Linked DNA regions of Bicyclus anynana: region 2 is linked to region 1. The links are chromatin contacts, called in public Hi-C maps. All regions are on one chromosome and are shown on one strand. Each heading gives the region's core, a stretch centred on a gene start, on an enhancer-like site or on the middle of the called end of the contact. The rest is flanking DNA. Distances are from core to core; before and after follow the strand shown. Region 1 has its middle 21 kb from the start of LOC112048304. Region 2 holds the start of LOC112048387.

What was found. A called contact is a pair of places that touch in the nucleus more often than the background predicts.
Region 2: a contact with region 1 is called in a Hi-C map of whole larva, with 2.9 times the contacts expected there. The contact joins the promoter of LOC112048387 here to the enhancer-like site in region 1. A contact is called at or near these places in 2 of 2 Hi-C or Micro-C datasets (whole body and whole larva).

What each region holds. Positions count from the first base shown.
Region 1 is chr7:9,262,302-9,266,913 of ilBicAnyn1.1, forward strand. No RefSeq gene overlaps it. Among protein-coding and RNA genes, the nearest start is that of LOC112048304, 21 kb to the left of the region's middle. Within about 2 kb of position 2,415, at least 7 of the 8 cell types and tissues checked have open chromatin away from gene starts, as enhancers often do.
Region 2 is chr7:9,298,066-9,302,117 of ilBicAnyn1.1, forward strand. It overlaps LOC112048387, which reads left to right and starts at 2,128. Exons shown (of 9, transcript XM_052882672.1): 1 at 2,128-2,416.

The DNA.
Region 1 (4,612 bases), core at 1,165-3,664:
TAGATGGCGCTAGAAATGTCGCCAAATTATCACAATTTTACGAAAATAACACCGCACTACTACGAGTATTGTTTATGAACAGAACTACATTTCTATTTGTCTAATTTATAATTATACATTTCCTCAAGATCGATTCAGCAGATAGATTTCGAACCCATAAGGGGCCCTTAGTCATGAGCTGGTTCATGCTATGCGGCGTTCAGCTTGGATCGTGACTAGAAGAAACTAGTCGGGCATAAACCGACGTTGTATCACGTGAGTTTTAGCCGTGTTTCATAATCAATTAATATTATTACTTTGCATTTTGATTATTTGTAGAGAGTCTACCATCTGATCGAAAGGCAGGGTCTGCTGAGCAGAGCCGGAAACTCAACCAATGATTAATTAAAATTTACCTAAGTCTATGTTTTCTAATTTCAACTCAATACATACCTCCACGTGTTCCCGAGCTAAAGGTTCTTAAAAGATTTATCCTACAAGGGTTAACGTACGGAACCCTAAAAATAAGTTGCATATTAAGTCAATGTATTATTAGGCCACAACATTTTATTACATAACCTATTTTAACCATAATAACAACATAATGTAAATTCTAGAAGTGCATACAAACGACATCAACGTGCTCGGAATTCGTCTCTGAGCTTGCTTTACATTCAAAGCACAATATTATGGACCGAAAGCCTGCAATAACCAGACATACTTCATTTTACCTCATGTTCCTGTCAGAGGTAGGTAGGTGCGTAGTCAATAAGCTAGTTGACGTTTTTTAATAGTCCTAAATTGTTCATTATCGTTCAACTGGATTATATGAAAATCACATCACATCACGCTTCACACTAATATACAGGGTGTCCCGTAAATAGTACGACATACTTTACAAGGCGATAGCTGACATCAATGCCTACTATAACGCAATTTATAATAACGCAATTTATGTTAGCCGAAGTTTTACGGTTTTTAAGTTATATTGATTTTTGTACAAAATACAAAAATCCCTACCTTCAGCGCAGTTGAGTCATACCATGTGCTGAAAAATTACTTAAGCGTTGTTTTTGTACTTGATATTTACTTATGAGTAGTTGTTTCAAGTAATGAAAGTTAAATTTTTTCTACTGCAAAGTAAGCTTTTGCGTAAAAATGTTAAACGATTTTTTTTGTATGTACTTTTAACGGTCACATTGAAAAGAAAATGTACTAGGCAAAGTACACTTAGTTTAATAATAAGGATTCCAAAAATGTAAAACATTTTGATTTGAACAGTACATGATTTTCAAACACTTCGTCACAATTGCTATTTTCGTTCTGAAAGGGGTGAATTATGTATAAAAATCGTTATTTATTATTATAACAAAAGTATTTACATTAAATCATAAGATGAACAGTTAAAATGATACATTTTAGGATTTTAGGGTCGAGCCAACAAAATCCTAAAATGAGGCATGTCTAGTCATCGCAAGCAATTGGTACAGTTTTTTGATGATAATGACGGTGATTTTCATACCAACTTTATGATGCTATGAAGCTATGAAGCTCAAATCGAAATGCAAAATTCGTTTATTTTAGTTTAGTTTACCAACTGTATTGTAGTGACTCTACGGTGGTAGAGTCACTACAATAATCAAATATGACGATTGGAAGGTAGGTTCTGCTAAAAAGAGCTCGGAATAGACTAAACATATTTAGCTTGTAAGCAAACCTTAAACCTTGTATTTATGTAGTTTGAACCTACGTAGTTCTTGGTTTAAGTGAACGGATTTATTTACAAGTCATCGATTATTTTACAATAAAACAAATAAAAACACGAAATAATGCAAAAAACGAACGAAATGTTGAATAAAGACTAACTTTCCCATTATCACTAAATCTTACTGAATTTTCCTTTTTTTGTAATATGTATTGTGATGAGAATAATGTAAACAAGTCTAAATTTTATCTGTGATGATAATAATTAACTGTAAATAAATCTAAATTTATAGTAATGGTTAAAAGGTTTTGAGGATTTTTATTATTAGGCTTTGGCCACTTAAAACATATTATTTGTTTTCTTAATATTTCTTAAAATTAATAACTAAATAGAAACTCCTAGTAAAAAACTATAAATGCACCGAGACAAAGTTAAAGCTTTAATGGAACATTTAAAAAAGTACAGATTACGGAAATTATAATAAAGAACAATAGATAGTTCCTTTGACATTTTAAAAATTACCTAAACGTATCTTTTAATTTGATATGCTATGTTCTGTATATATATAAATGTAACATATATGCCACATATTTTTTTTAAATATAAACCTTACTCCATTGTAATACGATTGACTATCATTAAAAATAACATCTTGGAATAACAACGTTGCCTTTGCAACTCCACCACTTCTTGTGATGGCCGCAAAATTCCCGCCGAACACCAAGTCATCGACCTGATCTGACATTCGGTTTACTTAATACAGCCTTAACTAAAAGTAGTATATAGCAGTGGGATTATATACTTTATGGTGTAAGAAATAAGAGCTAGAAAAAGCAATCACGCAAGTTCGCTCGATAAAAGTAAAAACTCATGCTTTTGGCGTTACCACTCACGTTACAGAATGTTCTGTACGCTTCGTGTCGAATATTTATACAGGTGACATACGCATTGTGTTCGAGGAGAAAGGAAAAAGGACACCAATGAAAAATATTAATGTGGTACGGTCAATGTACTCGGACTTACTTGACAACAGTTATCGCACCGAGAAAACATTTCATAATCTAAATCATTAGTAATAATAATCCAGACTTACTAATATATGTAAAAGTTAGTGTGTACGTTACCTTTTCATAGCTAAACCACTAAACAGATTTTAATGAACTTTGGTACAGAGATGAATTGAACCTTGGAGCAGAATATAGGCTACTTTTTATTTCAGTGAATTCCATGGTTAACGCGGGATTTATGAAAAACAGAATTTCACCGAACGGATTTGCGGGCGTCCACTAGTGCACAATACATTGTTACTTGCATTGCATTAATTATATTGATCAAAAGAATCATATCAATATCATCATTATCATTACCACCCGGTGAATGACCAGCGCTAAGGATAAAGGCCTCCTGTAAGGACTACCAAACAATAATGGTTTTGATAAGACCAAAGTTTTTTCCAGACCTTCCATAAAGAGCCGCCTGCATCCAGCAAGGAGCATCCCTACAAAAGGCGTCCACTGCAGCATAGGCCTTTTGTAGGGATTTCCAAACATCATTACCCAAAGTAGATTAAAAGTTAAGTTTTACTCTAAGGATCGCGAAATACTTATCAGTATATTTATCATTGCGCAAGCAAGAAACTCGGAATATAATAATGATATCATCAATACGAGTAAATACAGTAGTTATGTCATTAATTGTTGTCTAACTCGTTAAGCATTCACAAATATTTCGCAATATTTTTATTAGCATTCATCGCTGTACAAAACGAGTTCTCTATTTTCTTTTTATATACAACGAAGGCCTATTGCGAAGCGTAGATGAAAAGTGAATCAACCTGATGTTTGGTTGTGCGGCCACTTACGTTCGTTGACCTCACAAATTTTCGTTTCGTTGGTTACCGCGTGTTTCCCCTCCCCTCCGCGCCACCTCGCCACACCGCATGCCCCCCATTCTGCAGCTTCTCCACATAATAGGAAGAAATAAAATATGATGATTATTAAAAAAAAAGTATTCGTAAAATAAACTTCCTTTGATCCATTTTAGAATCCTGATAGACTATTGTCTATTTTTGCCTGTTATGATCTATTTCATATTGAATTCAAAAGAAATATTTATAAACAAAAGTCATTTGCAGGATGAAATTATCAAAAGAAATACTTTGACGGCCCGAGCGCTGCAAACGCCGGATGCGTACGCGCAAAAACATGAAACCGAACTCGTTTTATGTACTTACTTTTATAATTCGAATAAGAAGATTTCTTTTGCGATTGCGATGGTATTATTTATACACTTCCCGGAAACTAACCACCTAACCCTATAGACGTTTTATATAATGGAACAAAAAGTGTTATTGATTGAATCGGATCGATGCTGAAAGTATAGATAGGTCTTGTCATTGACCTCTATTTCGCCAGCGAGTGTTACTAAGCCTGTTTATCGACTATATAGTCACGCTGTCTCATTTTAGAATAATAGATCTGTATACATAACTATTAATTATACCCATTATTATAATAGATATAGTCACTTTTTCTAAACATTTATTATTTTTTCATCTAGTCTCATTATTTAATACTAGCAGACGCCTTTTGACGCGTAGTTCTACCCGCGTAGTTTCCGTTCCCTTAGGAATACGGAGACAAAATGTATTATATATAGGACCCAGGGATAGTGTAGCTTCTAAACAGTGAAAGAATTTTTCAAATCGGTTCAGTAGTTTCGAAGCAATAGAAACAAATAAACAAACAATCTTTTTCCACTTTATAATATTAACACAGATTTAGTAAAATATAAAAAAAACATGCCCAGCACTTTTTATCTTATTATCACCAAAAACTCAAATACAGTAACTTTGTAAATTGATATTAAATGGTAAGTAAAAAGTCAATGAACTATTAATTTCGGAGCCTTCAAATAATTACAGCTGTC
Region 2 (4,052 bases), core at 878-3,377, 35 kb after region 1:
ACAAGTATTCTTGAATTATTGTATAGAGAATTGTAAATTGTGGTTATAGTCTACTTTGTCTAGGTCATTGTAATATATTTATTAAATGAAATGATCACGGAAAATAAATATTTTCAGTATCAAGAGTATTGTGATTAAAAATTCAATTAAAATTCTTGTTAATGTAAGCAAAAAGTTTGTACCTAGAAGTAGGTACAAAAACACTTTTACATATTATAGGGATTATTAATTATGATTCCGAATAGCCTTTGACGTAGTAATTACTAAATTGTAGTGATTTATAAATGAAACAAAAATCACACAGAGATTTCGGTTCTTTTTTTTAAACTCTCAATGAAAGAAGTTTGTATTGCTCCAGGCCAAGATTGATTTGCCTGTGAAAACATGAAATTTGATCGATGCTTGAAAAAATAAACAGACAAAAATACCACAACAGAAAGCTTTTTAAAGATTTCATTTTTTTTTAGTTGGCATACCTACCTACAATTTGTTTAAATATCTTAGTATCATTCGATAGTTTAATAAACTCTGTATATTAATAATATGCCCCATGCTATGTTTGAATAAGTAAAATACGAGTTTTAGATTTAAGATTATGTTCGAGTTTACAACAACTGTATGTACAGGGTACAACACATCATACTCGTTTAAACCTCAAACAGTCACATTTTCTGCCCCAGGAAACGTAATAGTTTCAATGTTATTATGTTTTTGTCATCGCAATGTGTGCTGGGACGAAGAACCGTTATGGTTTTTTATATAGTAACATAATGGGCACCCTTTAGTGGCAAAAAACATGAGGGTCCCGCAGGTAAGGCAATCTGATCGCGGACCGTGATTAAGGCTTCGATCGGAGTTACATAATGTTCCTTTGTTGCCTCCCATATGCACAACGTAACTGTTTAACTGTAAACCTTTCTTTCTTATCTAGTATCTTTCACCGCGACTTATTATACTTGGAGCACGAGGATATTTGGAATACCACGTGCCTATGAAATAACATCTGCTCGGATCATGATTAAATTGTAGAACACGTTTTTAAAGACCTTTCTGGCGCAGTTGTGGATGCTTTTCTCTATAACTGAGATGTCCTGGGTTCGATTTTCAGCACAGATTAATAACGGTTTTTACATCATCTAAATTGGCTCGGTTCTAGTCTGGTGGGAGCTTTTGGCCGTGGCTATTTACTTCGTAACTGGCAAATACGTACCGTTAAGCACATTATCATTAAGTTAGGCAACCTAAAAACAAATCAGGGGTATGGTTGAGTAAAATAAAGGGGTTTTTTATATATATAAAACCCCTTTGTTTTTCTTGGAAAAAGTAGGATTTTTACAAATGCAGCACATTATAGATTTAAGAAGACGGAAAATTTGCACTTCTTTAATTAAGGGCTCTAGTGTGTGATTGACAATCTCTACAATTTTCATTGTTCATTCAACATCTCCTGAGGATGAGATTCCCTTTTGCAGGAACCATACTTGGAGGATTTTCTTCCGGCTCTGTGTGGCGTTGTCTCAGATTTGTGAGTTTTTCGAAAATTACCTAATGCGTAATTTTCAATATAAAATATTGCCTATTGTTTATACATACTATGTGCAAAAAATGCAAATACTGCTTAATGTTCAAAAAAAAAATTATACATTTTTTTCAACATTTACGGTTTTACTTAGTTTACAATAAACATGAAATTCAGTATAAATTGTGTAAATAATATTGTACGAATATCTAAATTTGTTCTATTCATTAACTTATTGTTTTAATGTTGTGTAAAAATTATTGTTTTTATGTTAATGCTATTTGTTTCCTAAATAAATGAAAAAAGAAACTGTTCAATATTTTTAAATATCAATTGAATAAGAATTTATTTTCGAAATACTCCATAATACGCAATAAACGGGATGTATTTAAGAAATAACATTATATTATTTATTTTCAGATATAAGAATATTCTCAACGCCAGCTAATCAGATAGCGAAGTATCCAATAATACAAAATATTAGAGAAATGGGAAACAGAATTGACACTTGTACTAGATTGCCTTGCCGAGATAGAAGTGGTCGTGCGACCGTGGCATTGGCGTCCGTCTCGCTCGCGCAGCAGTTCATTCACCCGGCGCGGGCGCAGCGCGGAAGAAGCGCAGGCGCGGTGCGGGCTGTAGGCTGCGCGGGAAGGACGTCTCCGACCATGAACCAGCCACACTTTATCAGTTATTCGGAGCTCTCGGTGCGCGCGCCGTCTCCCGACATGACCCTCTAACGTGTTTCAGACTGAAAGCAACTCAGATCTCATACAAGACTTATATTTTTAAGTGACGTGCAGTGTAGTTTTTAAGCTTTAGTGATTATATTTACGGATTTATTTTCCCGATCTGGATGTCCCACGGTCGTGTTTACTGGATTATTATGCAGTCGTGGTGAGTGATTAGAAAATGATTTATTTATTTGGGTGCATTTTGTTATTGTATATATTTTTCCTTTATAAATAATAATATTTTAAGCTCGTATCAGTTGTTGCGTTTAAAAGACATCAACGCGATCTTATTAAACGCAGCTACTCCTTTTGCTTACTTCTCGCCTTTTATTTTATTATAAGTAACTAGTAATTATTAATAATATTCTCTACTTAAAGCTTAATGTTTACTATAGATAATATTTATATAACCATAAGTTAATTTCAGTAGTGATAAGGTATATTGACAAAACTATATTGACTTTATAAAATGTTCGAAAATAAAATACTAATACTTTATGAATTATATGCTTAAATAAAATTATTAATCTTCATATTTAACTATTAAAAATATTTTTTAGTTTAGATTAACAATATATTTTCTTCAAAATTATTCAACAGATGTGTAAATAGAAAATCCATTTATAAACTAATTTAAAGTAAATATTAAACGAAAATCTATACCTTATTTCTTATAATTATTAACTCCAGACAATGAAAGTCATTAACACGGCCAGATATGACCAATTATCCAGATTACAACTATAGGGGTCATTAAAACCCAACTATAATAGTGGAGCGATGACTCTGGGAGGGGTTTTAGGCTATAATTATCATAATAAACAAGTCCTAGCACATGCGTGCAAACTCACCCATGCACACACATACACACACCATTGTTGATGATTGCAAAAAGCGAACCTTGAACCTTGCGAGTTCAATTTCAAGGCGACTGTTCGCACGTGAGGCGGATTACGTAACTCACCCCACCCACACATCGAGACATGTGCGTGCAGTGTAAACAAACTATAATTATTGTATGTCGTTTATTTACTTTGAAAATCAAGTCTACTTTGTATCTAGATCAGTATATATGAGACTAGCGAACGTTCGACTTGCCAGCTAACTTGACAGATGTTGTCCTGTCTTATACAAGCTTGTATGTAGAGTATACCAATACGAGTATATCATAATCCATCATCATCATCATTATTATAAACCGATTAACGTCCACTGCTGGACATAGGCCTCTAATATAGCCTTCCAAACATTACGGTCTCCGGCCATCAGTATCCAGCAGTGCCTATATAAGAGTAACTTTGAGAAAAGCCAAAACCTTCATAACTTTCTTACTGGAACCAATTACAAACATTACATACATTACATACATACATACATACATTACAAGAATAGATATTTATTTGGCAAGTTTTAGATATTAGGATAACGCCGTAATTTTTTTGCACTTATTTCACTTTTTGTAAAATCACACATATCTTCCACTGACTATTCTCGTCACCAATCGTCGACGTCATCAACGTCATCTGGCGTCAATTCGTCGCCTCTTTTACGCTTTAGGTGTCACATGTTCTTTCTTTCCTTCAATCTTCTTTCCTTTCCTTTTTCCTTTCCACTGCTGTCCCTTCCCATACATATTTATGGATATTATCACCACATTCGTTTCATATCTATTCCGTACTGTATGTTGAAAAAATATCAAATAAATCAATTGTAACCTATCACACTTAAATTACTTTCAGTCAGATTATAATAAAAAATATCCTAAATATAAATACTATATCAATCATACATCTAAACTT